Linked DNA regions of Zea mays: region 2 is linked to region 1. Evidence: chromatin contacts called from public Hi-C data. All regions are on one chromosome and are shown on one strand. Each heading gives the region's core, a stretch centred on a gene start, on an enhancer-like site or on the middle of the called end of the contact. The rest is flanking DNA. Distances are from core to core; before and after follow the strand shown. Region 1 holds the start of LOC100274261. Region 2 has its middle 160 kb from the start of LOC100274261.

What was found. Hi-C and Micro-C count contacts between places; a contact is called where the count stands out from the background.
Region 2: a contact with region 1 is called in a Hi-C map of endosperm, with 2.5 times the contacts expected there. The contact joins the enhancer-like site here to the promoter of LOC100274261 in region 1. A contact is called at or near these places in 2 of 25 Hi-C or Micro-C datasets (endosperm and leaf).

The regions. Positions count from the first base shown.
Region 1 is chr3:89,792,574-89,798,515 of Zm-B73-REFERENCE-NAM-5.0, reverse strand. It overlaps LOC100274261, which reads left to right and starts at 2,342. Exons shown (of 2, transcript NM_001148625.2): 1 at 2,342-5,145. The coding sequence starts at 2,392.
Region 2 is chr3:89,951,226-89,957,167 of Zm-B73-REFERENCE-NAM-5.0, reverse strand. No RefSeq gene overlaps it. Among protein-coding and RNA genes, the nearest start is that of LOC100274261, 160 kb to the right of the region's middle. Within about 2 kb of position 2,822, at least 17 of the 20 cell types and tissues checked have an H3K27ac peak or open chromatin away from gene starts, as enhancers often do. A contact at or near this core is called in endosperm and leaf, where this site is marked.

The sequences.
Region 1 (5,942 bases), core at 1,093-3,592:
GGGGGAGATTGAAAGGGAATTAGGCTTACACCTAGTTTCTAAATAATTTTGGTGGTTGAATTGCACAACACAAATAATTGGACTAACTAGTTTGCTCTAGATTATATGTTCTACAGGTGCCAAAGGTTCATCTATAACTATACTAAATCAACTGTCCGGAATACCGTAGATTATTCCGGACAGGAGAAGCTTTTTGGAAAAACAGGCCAAGCGCGGACCGTCCGGGCCCTTGCGGCGGACCGTCCGCGACACAAGGATGACCCTCGGACAGAACCAATGCAAAAACACAAGTTTCCACTACAGACTGTCCGGAGGAAAAGCAAAGACCGTCCGAGCCCTCGCGCGGACCGTCCGGCCTCAGGCGCGGACCGTCCGGTCGGTAAGAAACCGAAAAACCCGAAGGTGACGGGTTCGGAGAAATGAATTTTAGCGGCCTCGCGGACCGTCCGGGCCAGGCGGGCGGACCGTCCGCGACTGGCTCTGTCTGACATCTGACGTCGCATTAAATGCAATATAGCCGTTGATATAGCCGTTACTGCTGACCGTTGCATCTTCAGCCGTTGATCTACAGGGGCGGACCGTCCGCACCAGGAGGGCGGACCGTCCGCGCTCAGCAGAAAGGCCCAACGGCTAGGAAGTGGTTGGTGGCTATAAATACAACCCCAACCACCTCCATTCACTACATCCAAGCATTCCAACCTTCAACATTCAATACAAGAGCTAGCAATCCATTCCAAGACACATTCAAAGCCTCCATCTCTCCAAGTTTCACAATTGAGAAAAGAGATCATTAGTGATTAGTGACTTGAGAGAGAAAGTGATCCGTGTGTTATTTGTCGCTCTTGTCGCTTGGCTTTTTTCAATCGTGCTTTCTTGATTCTTTCATTGCAATCAAACTCACTTGTAATTGAGGCAAGAGACACCAAACTTGTGGTGGTCCTTGTGGGAACTTTGTGTTCCAAGTGATTGAGAAGAGAAAGCTCACTCGATCCGTGGATCGTTTGAGAGAGGGAAGGGTTGAAAGAGACCCGGCCTTTGTGGCCTCCTCAACGGGGAGTAGGTTTGAGAGAACCGAACCTCGGTAAAACAAATCTCCGTGTCTCACTTGCTTATTTGCTTGGGATTTGTTTTTCACCCTCTCTCGCGGACTCGTTTCTATATTACTAACGCTAACCCGGCTTGAAGTTGTGTTTATATTTGTGAATTTCAGTTTCGCCCTATTCACCCCCCCCCTCTAGGCGACTTTCAGTTTCGCAGTCTGAGTTTGTTACAAAGAAACAAACTAATACTGAGAGGGGCTACTATTGGGGGCCTTCGTCTTTTGAAGGTCATCAAAAACACGTTTAACCATTGGTGGCCAAGTATTGCAGGAGCTTCGACACCAGAATACCTTCGATACAGGACATTGGAGGGGCGACGAAGCTAACTTCATCATAGCGACACATGGAGACGATATAAAGAGTCATCATGGATGCTCAAAGCAAAGGACAATGTGCCCTTGTATTATTTGTAAATTCTCTGTGTAACCCTTGTGGGTGTAAATATAATTTCGTACAAAGCTGTACGATTCTCTATAAATAGATGAGCAGTGCCCTTGCATAAAGTACCTTTTGAAGGCTCGGACAATTGCTGTGTGTAATCTTTTCTCTAAAGCACATTCACTTTAATTCATTCTCTAGAGTCGAAGGTACGATCGTAAATTCATTATACGAAAGAGGAAATATGATATTGATACATCTGAGATGAGTCGTTATGTTAAAATTCTTTTACATTCTTCACCTATTTATGCAATTAAGTCATGACTTATTCGGACAGCTTAATGATGAAGGTTGATCATCTTTCTAATATTGTGTTGCCTTATTGATTGTACATACCAATCGGGAACAAGTGACCAACAGCTGCGACTGTTACGCTAACAACCAACGAGGAGGAGACGATCATGATCCTCTAATTTCTCTTCATCGATGCGTGCCCATGTTAGATCGGCGCTCCAACTAGTCTTCCACTGTACTGCGTGTAATGGTAACGATTCATGATTTCTTAAGATTTGTATGTAATGTGATAGATATGTCGAGCACCGTAGCACGTTTCCTAACACAGGCATCAATACAATCAAACTTTTCATCCTCTTTTTGCTGGATGCCTATACTTTCTTCAGCGAAAAAAGATAAATGACTGGATAAAAAGAGAGAGGCCACTGACCGACCAACCCCAACCACATGCAACACACACTTCGCATTTGCATCCATCCCTCGCTCGGTTATGAAATTTTTTAAACCCCTTCCGATCCTAAATAAAACGGAAATCAACCCCACAAAACCCCTGCGTAAAGAGACCCAATTGCTATCTCCTCCAGCATCCACCCAACGGATCCGCGGCAACCGACCACCCATGGGATCGCTCCGGGGCGCGGCAGCCTCCTCCGCGGCGCCGCGCGCGGGCGACCTGGTGACCACGCAGGTTAGCCTTGGTGGATTTGATGCCACCGTCAAGGCGCTCGATCTCGCCGACTTCCTCGAGTTGAATGCGGGCTCGGTCTGGCGCTGCCGCCTCAAGACCTCCTGGACTCCGCCGGACGCCTATCCCGACTTCCTTCTCCCCACCGTCACCTCCGCCGCCGCGCCGCCGCCACAGTACGATCGCGTGCCTCCGCACGCCTTCGTCCACTTTGCGCGCCCGGAGGGCGCGCGCGCCGCCGCCGACGCAGCGGGCCGATCCGAGCTCATCCTCTCCGGCAAACCCCTGCGCGCCGCCTCCGCACAGGACAGCTCCCTTCGGGCATCCCGCCGCCGTAGTGTCTCGCCATTCCGCTTCCCTGGCTCGCGCCTCGAGGTCGGGGATCTCCCGGCCTCGGACGCCTTCATCGCCGCCTGGCGCGGCCCGGCCTCTGGGCTCGAGTTCTCCGTCGACCCGTTCGACGGGTCTTGCCACTTCATCTTCGCCCGCGACACCGCTTTCAAAGTCCGGGAGTTCCGCGAGTCTGTGGTGATGCGCTGCGACGTCAAGCTCCAGTTCCCCGTCCGCGATGTTGCGGAAGTCAGGGTGTTCCGGCTCGACTGCTCGCTGCTGATCCGGCTATCGGCCGCACCGCTGGTCTGTTACCGCACGGCGGATGACGACATCCACGTGTCCGTGCCGTTCGACCTGCTCGACGACGATGACCCGTGGATACGGACCACGGACATCACTCCAAGTGGTGCGATTGGGCGGTGCGGTGCGTATAGAATCACATTCTCGCCGCGGTTCTGGCCAAAGATGGAACGCGCGCTGACGTACATGAGGGATAGGAGGGTGGCGATCCTTGATTGCGTTGGAGGGTGGGGGGCCAGGAGGGGGCTCACCGTGCGTGATGAGCCTGAGTTTGGGGAGCGGATGCAGGACCTGTTCTTCTGCGTGCAGCACGCCGAGGGTCTCAAGTTTCCGGTGTTGTTCCTCGTGAATGCTCTGGTGCACAAGGGAGTAATAAGTCAACACCACCTCACGCCTGAATTCTTCGGTTTGCTCCAGAGGAAGGAGGATGATGTGAATGTGGCTGCCTTGAGGGAATTTTGGGGGGACAAATTTCCAGTTTTTGATGCATGTGGGAGGCTGAAGAATCTGCAGGATAGGGTTGCCAGGTACCTGAAACATCTTCGCAACAAGATTGGGGATGTCAATTCTGAGGTGAGGAGGCTGGTAATCACGCCCACCAAGGCTTATTGCATGCCACCAGAAGTGGAGCGCTCTAATCGCGTCATCCGGCATTATAGTGAAGTCTCAGACCGGTTTCTGAGGGTTACTTTTATGGATGAGAGAATGCAGATGCTCAACAGTAATGTGCTGAATTTCTCTGCTGCACAAATCGTCAAAGATTTGATGTCAAACTCGTTCCTGCATAAGACAACAGTGTACAAGCGTGTTAAAACGTTTTTGACAGAGGGATTCCACATGTGTGGCAGGAAGTACTCGTTTCTTGCATTCTCATCTAACCAGCTGAGGGACAGGTCAGCATGGTTCTTCGCAGAGGACAGAACGACAACAGTGGAAACCATTAGGAAATGGATGGGGCGGTTCACAAGTAAGAATGTAGCAAAGCATGCCGCTCGGATGGGGCAGTGCTTCTCCTCTACATATGCTACGGTGGTGCTGCAGCCGCATGAGGTAAATGAGTGTCTTGATGAAGTTGAACATAACGGGTACATTTTCTCTGATGGAATTGGCAAGATTACGTGCGACCTTGCACTCGAAGTTGCTCAGAAGCTGCAATTGACAGATAATCCCCCATCTGCTTACCAGATTAGGTATGCAGGCTTCAAGGGTGTTATATCTGTCTGGGAAGGAAAAAATGATGGGATACGACTTTCCCTGAGGCCGAGCATGCACAAGTTTGAGTCTAACCATACTGTGTTAGAGGTGGTCTCGTGGACAAAGTTTCAGCCAGGATTCTTAAATCGTCAGATTATTACATTACTGTCCTCCTTGAATGTCCCGGATGCTATCTTTGCTCAAATGCAGGAAGCCATGTTATCTAATCTCAACAATATTTTGTCAGACTCTGATGTTGCTTTTGACATTGTAACCGCCTCTTGTGCTGAGCAAGGAACCACTGCAGCACTGATGTTGAGTGCTGGCATTTCACCTGGAACTGAGCCACACCTGAAAGCAATGCTGTTAGCTATAAGGTCCTCACAGCTGCTAGGTCTTTTGGAGAAGACAAGGATTTTTGTGCCCAAGGGAAGGTGGTTGATGGGCTGCCTTGATGAACTTGGGATCCTTGAGCAAGGGCAGTGCTTTATCCGGGCATCATCTCCATCACTCAATAATTGTCTGGTGAAGTATGGATCAAGATTGTCTGCAGCAAACACAAATGCAGAGACCATTCTGGGTACTATCGTAATGGCAAAGAATCCATGCCTTCATCCAGGGGATGTCCGAATCCTTGAAGCTGTTGATGTGCCTGAACTGCATCACCTTGTTGATTGCTTGGTCTTCCCCAAGAAAGGTGAGAGGCCGCACGCGAATGAAGCATCTGGGAGTGATCTTGATGGGGATCTATACTTCGTAACATGGGATGAAAACCTTATACCACCTGGTAAAAAGAGTTGGAACCCTATGGACTACTCCCCAGCTGAAGCAAAACAACTGCCACGCGCAGTATCCCAACATGTGAGTCCAACTATTCTTGGAATTTCTTCCCTTGAAAGTTCAATATATGTATGCATTCCCTCAAACATTAGTTTAATGTTATGATGCCATCCCATTACTAAATTCTGCTTGACAGTTAGTGTTTTTACTGAGCAAACTCTGCTGTAGCTAATATTGAAGTTGAGCATATAGTTCCATGGAATTTGTATCATAGGTTCAACTCTGAATCAGGGATTGTATTTCTTCCTAGTTCCTACTAATTCCATACCTGTTAATTAACTTAATTGGCATGTCACATGTGAAATCCTATAGTTTTGGACTATGTCTTTATATGGTTATATCGTCTTCTACTCCCTCCAGTCTGGTTTCTAAGCTATCCTTGTATCTTAGAGAAAGTCTGTAATATTAGGCGTCACTCGTATGTCGAGACAGGATTTAACTCATAGACAGAACCGAACAGGCATTTGCATGGGTATTTTCCCTTTTTCTTTCAGCTTAATTAATAATGATCTAATAAAAAATTGGTAGCCAACATTTGATTAATATTGAGGCGATTATTGTGCTGCAATCACATGCATGCAACAAAAAACGATCCAATAAACAAAGCGCTGGATTAATACGATGTTACAAACACCCCGTTGCTCCTTGGCATTTGTGATTTCACCATATGCGCCTTAGCCGACTCCTGATTGTAAGGATCTTTGCAGCCTATCTTTTAGTCTATCTATTATGACCAGCAAAGTATATAGCCGGAGGCCTAAAAGGCCAGCTGATCGGCCCACAGTAGGGGATGCTGCAGATAAGGGATTAGAGAAAGA
Region 2 (5,942 bases), core at 1,573-4,072, 160 kb before region 1:
GTGTTGTACGTTGTATACGTGTCGCACCTTCATAATAAGAAGGTTGTGAAATCAAGTGGTGGTAAAACAATGTTCTTATGTGGTTAAACAGTTTGATATTATTTTACTTGCTGAGATGTGTCATCTCACTCTTGCATTACTAAATGCAGGTACTTGATACATGTTGGGAATGAGGGGAGTAGCAGCACGTCCACTTTCACTCTCATAATAACGCTGCTCAGGCGCAGCCATGATTTAATTAGAAACTTGTTGTCAAAGGAAGTTTGTTTTTTTAACTAGTCGTGCGCACTGGTTAATTCAGTTCATGTCGTATGTTTAACTTCCCTTTGCTAGCCGATTAATAATACTTAGTATGTTTTTGTCATGATATATGTTTATACACTGTTGCCCCTCATTTATGCAATTTTGCAAAGGAGATGCTGCCAAAATTTTATATATAGATGTCAGAAGTGTAGTTTAGTAGCATTCCGGGGTGTTTGTGGAACCCGAGGTGTTACACTTTTATAGCCCCAAGGGACCTAGGAGCTGTTGTAGCTTCATTTGGAAGCTCCCAGCCTTCCCTGTCTGCAAGTGCATCGGACTATCTGGTGGCGCACCGGACAGTGCAAAGTACAACGGTCGAAAGATTGCTGATTAGTTACTTTGTTTCTTCGATGGGTACCAAACCGTCCAGTGGGGCCAATGGATTGTCTGGTGCTCCATCTGATTGTTGGAGCTGGTTGACATGGCTGATAGCCGTTGGTTGTCCTCGCATCAAACTGTCAGGGGGGTGGCACCGGACCGTTCGGTGATTTATAGCCAGCGGGACCTGGCCAAGCCCGAGAGCGGACACTTTGGTCGTACAGTCGTCAGACTGTCTGGTTGTCACACCCGGTTTTAAGGGTAAACCCTAGTGCGTCTCATATGTGCGCCAAAGAAGATCGACACATACAATGTCTCAGTGTATAGAGAAAAATGTCACCAATTTTATAACATAACAAAAATGTCTTACAAAATAACTGATAATAAATAAATCAAACTAATATTATTTTCTCGGCACCATCAAGCTGACTGGGAGACGACACCTAGATCTTGTCAAACTCATCGTAGTAGTCCTCCTTTGTGGGCGCTCTTCACCTGTGTGTGGGGTGGGTTATCATAAGAGTGAGCTCATAGATATTCATTGCTCAATAAGTTGTGGGGAATAATGTGTTTGAGCTCACTTATGGTGGGGGCTCATGTGTAGTGTAAGGCTGATCAACAAATAATGGTTAAGGATGAGCATTGCTTTTAATATGCTGGTCAAATTTTATTAGCAGTTACTAAGTATAAGTGTATATCATCCAAATAAAATAAGAGATCACAATTGATAAATAATCCCACAATGCAATGCATATGACAGTTTAAGTTTAAATTTCATAAGTTAATCATGCGAGAGTCCTAAGTGGCTCTTGACCGTAAGCATGACTGATAATACCAGTTTTACACTTTGCAGAGGTTGCACATCTTTACCCACAGGCCGTGTTACCCATCTTCCAATGGGTCTAGAAATCCCATTTATCTCTACCGAGGAGACGAGGCAGGGTAGCACTACGAGGCCTTTACAAAGTTCCACTAGCTTCAGAAAACCTGCTACGGTTTCTGCGAGAAGGGGATGATATAGGTATCCCTCGTCCGAAAAGCCATCGTAGCATGATGGACCCGAGAACCTCCCTGTACCGGCAGCTCCTCACACCGTAGCTTTCCTAATTAGTCAGCCAAGGGCATCCTATTCCACCCTTGTAGTAGCACTATTATCTCAAAGTTAAGCTCCCTGTTCCAAGTATTATCATAATCTTATCATGAACAATAAATAATCTAGTAACAATAATAAAATATGATCATATGTCTTATAGCATTATTTTCCAAAACCAGGTAGAGCATAGCCAACTACCCAATAATTCATTTGTATGTAAGGTGTGAGGTAGACAAAACTAGGGCAGCTTATTAGGTCCCATCAAATTTAACCTGAGCATGTCATAGTGATTATAGAGAACATTATTGGATAAAGAAGAGTGGTCAAGGGCACAACTTGCCTTCAATGAGCTCTTGCTCAGATTCTTCTACTTGGATGGCTTCGGGTTTCTCGGCCACTTGTTCGTCTACTTACAACAATACAAACAAACAATTTAGAGACAGAAATTAACATCACACCAAACAATGAAACAACTGCATAATACTATTCTACGTGTTGCTACAAAATCATAGGATCTAGAACCACTAAATTCGGAGTTAAAACAAAAAATTTATGGGTAGAACAATGTTTTTAGGTGCAAAACTCAAATAGATATAGGTTACGCAATATTTAATTATAAAGATATGTGACAAGGTATAGATGATGTTATTACTACATAGACAATTTTATTACGAAGCTAACGCGACCGGAATGGGTTCAATCAGATTTAAAACGATTAAGTTATGATCTTTATAAGATTTCTAGAATTGTTTTTATATTAAAATTTCATTTTATTTTATTAAATCAAGAATTTCCTAGGGCTGTGGCCTGTGGGCGGCGGTCACTAAATCCAAAGAATTCATGGTTTAACTCATAAATTGCAGGACCTCTAGGTAATTTCTTTTAAACTGTAGAGGACGGCAGGTTCAATTTTAAAAACTCGAGGGTCTATTTAACAACTCTGACCGATGAAGGGGTATGCTCGCGTCTGGGTCGTTAGATCGTGGATCCATGGTCCACGACATCCCGGTCGAAGTGGCATTTTATAAGCTAATCTGGATCGCTCGCCGATAGATGAACGGTCAGGGTTTTATGGAGTGAAGGGGTAAGAGGATTCGAATCTTAGTCGCACATCCAGAGACGAACGACTGCCATGTCATCCCCAACCCCACAACCGCGTGAGGCCGGCACCGCCGCACCCCATGACCGAGAGTTCACCGGCGAGGTGAAATACAGTCTCCCTAGGATTAATTCCCAACGTGGATTGGTGCCGGGCGAAGTGTAGACGAAGGCGAAGTGATCGGAGGTGTGCTTACCCAAAACGGTGGCGTTGAGGTAGCTGCTCTCGACGTGTTGCGGCTCCACAACGGATTTTGACTCTAGTTAGCGATTCTGTGTGCTCTGATCAATCGTGGCCTCTGAACCCTCCCCCACGACACCCGTCGTGCTTCCACGAAGCGCCCTGAGTAGTCTCCACTGATGGAACGAGTGCAACAATGTCAGTCCTCGTCTGCAGCCTCACTTCCCTCCTCTTTGGTTGATGGCACTCACGGCGAACATGATTTCGGTTTTATTGTTCCAAGGGCTGAGGATACCCTTCACCCGGCTGGTGCGGGAGGACCACACCATGGTGGTTACCGAGATCTAAGGGACCCTAACAAACTCGTTCTAGAAGCGTCTGCTGCTGGACTGGGCTCCCATGGTGGTGAAGCCGATACCTGAGTGCACACACATCCTATGGTTGAAGAGTGGGCCCCGGTGAGTAGCGAGACCAAAGTGTGGGATTAAGGCGCTGACCCCCTGGCCCACATGTCGGCGCAAAAAAACCCCGTGCGGCCGCTGTTGGGCCTGTGGTCGCGCTCGCCCGAAAGGCCAAGTGGGCCAAAAACAGGGACCTAGCCCGAGTAGCATGTTTCTCTCTTTATTTTTTTCTCCCTTTCTAATTTATAATTCGAATTTGTTTTAAACCAAGGTTCCAAGTCAACTCAAATGCATCACACAAAAATTCTAGCATGAAATGCATCACACAAGCATTCATTTCATATTACATGTCAGAATAATGTCGATATCTGCATTACATGTTAATAAAGTGATACAAGCTGCATATTACATTTGTACCTTCGACTTGCTCGAAGGAGAGAATGAGAGTACAACCTTCCAATAAAGCGTGAACAGTGTGGGGTTACTGTAACACCCCAAGGTCCACAAACACCTCGAGGTGCTACTAAAACTACACTTCTAATAATCTAGTATAAAATTTCAACAACATCTCCTTTGAAAATTGCATAAACGAGGAAGCAATAGAATATAAACAGATATCATGATAAGAAAACATACTAGACATTAATAATCTGCTAGCAATGGGAAGGTAACCATAACGACATGAACTGAATTAACTAGTGCGCACGACTAGATAAAAACAAACATCCTTTGACAAGAAGTTTCTAATTAAATCATGGTTGCGACTGTGCAGCGCTATTATGAGAGTGAAGGTGGACGTGCTGCTACTTCCCTCATTCCTAACATGAATCAAGTACCTGCATTGAATAGTGCAAGCGGGAGATGACACGTCTCAGCAAGTAAAATAATATCAAACTGTTTAACCACATAAGAACATTGTTTTACCAACACTTGACTTCACAACCTTCTTCTTATTATGAAGGTGCAGCACGAATACAATGTACAACACACCTAGTAACCACACCTCGTAGGTAGAAACCACAATAGTAACATAGCAATGACACACTTCATATATACCTCATGAGTGCAAATGACTGCAAATGCAAGGATGACTTATGCCTTCATACCTCTAAGGATATGAAGCCGCATCGTACCACTCCTCAGGCAACGTACGATGCTAAATATACCGGTACGATCGAACCATAAGATCACAACATAACTTCAAAATGCAAGATGGATGATGCGATGTGCATGACATGCCAACAACACTTCACTACATATAACATGCTTCATAATAGTAACTTCAAATTCCTCAAAGACGTGAGTCAACCACATATGCCATTCTCAAATCATGTTCATCAACATTATTAACATATACCATTAATACTTTCGATCAAATAAAACCTCATCGTAGAATTCCATGTTTAACACATGCAATACTTATGAATACTCAATGACAGGGAATAAGATAGCAGTAAAGCGATAGCAAACCACCACTACATTTTACTTGCCTTCGCCGGGAATTCGGAATCTCACTAGGTACGATCCGGAGCCCCACCACCTGTTGTGGGCATTAAACTTAGTACAAATATTCACATAGCATTTGTTAACAATCAACACCACTCCAACGCACAACCCAACATTGACGTGAACAACCACTGCTCCCTACCACCCGCCAACAGCAACAACGCTGCTTGTTAATTTTGTATCTTTAAAATTATTACAGCAGTTCTATCAAACAAATTATCTGAAAGCATCTACACAAAATACTCTACAACTTTGGTATTCAATGGATAATTAAATTTTGGCATCTATAAGTTCTAAAACATCCGACTGAATCTGTTTCAAACAACAACATAGTTAACTTCAAAGTTTGATATCTCCCAAACTACACAACCAAAAATTATGAAATTTTGCTGGCAGTAAGGAATTGTATCCCTCTACATAAGTCTCCATAGTTGGAAGAGCCAATTTAGCCATTTACTAGATAAAATCTACCAGTGAACAGACCTGCTCGGTTTGCTAGGCAAATAGGTACAACCACTGTAAAACAAACATAACTGGAGTTTCAAAATTCATATGATTACAGTCTTTATCAATCTGGAAAGCTTATGACATTATCTACAACTTCTCTCACTAACTCAAAATTTAATTATGTTGATAGAATTGCCTAAATCTTAGGGAACAGATTCTGCACAAAATTATGAGACTGAAAAATTGTTATAATCAAACTTCAATTACTCTTTAATCTGATGTCCCATTGAGGTATTCTTTGCAGCCATGAAAATACCTACAAATTATCTATGACTCATAGAGAGACTTTTTATTTTTTTGAGGCCACTAAGACCACGGAAAACTGGCATGAACAGAAAACTCTGCAGAGACTAATTTCGAGATCAAAATCTAACCCCGACATCTAATCCAACAAAATTGCACCACAAATAACAAAAGGAAAACTAGATCACATTTAACTCGTTATCTCATCCTTCTTCCTCCCACTAATCCACCAATGGAGGATCGTAGCACTAAGAGGAGGAACCAAAGGGGGGAGGTGACTGCCATGGTTGTG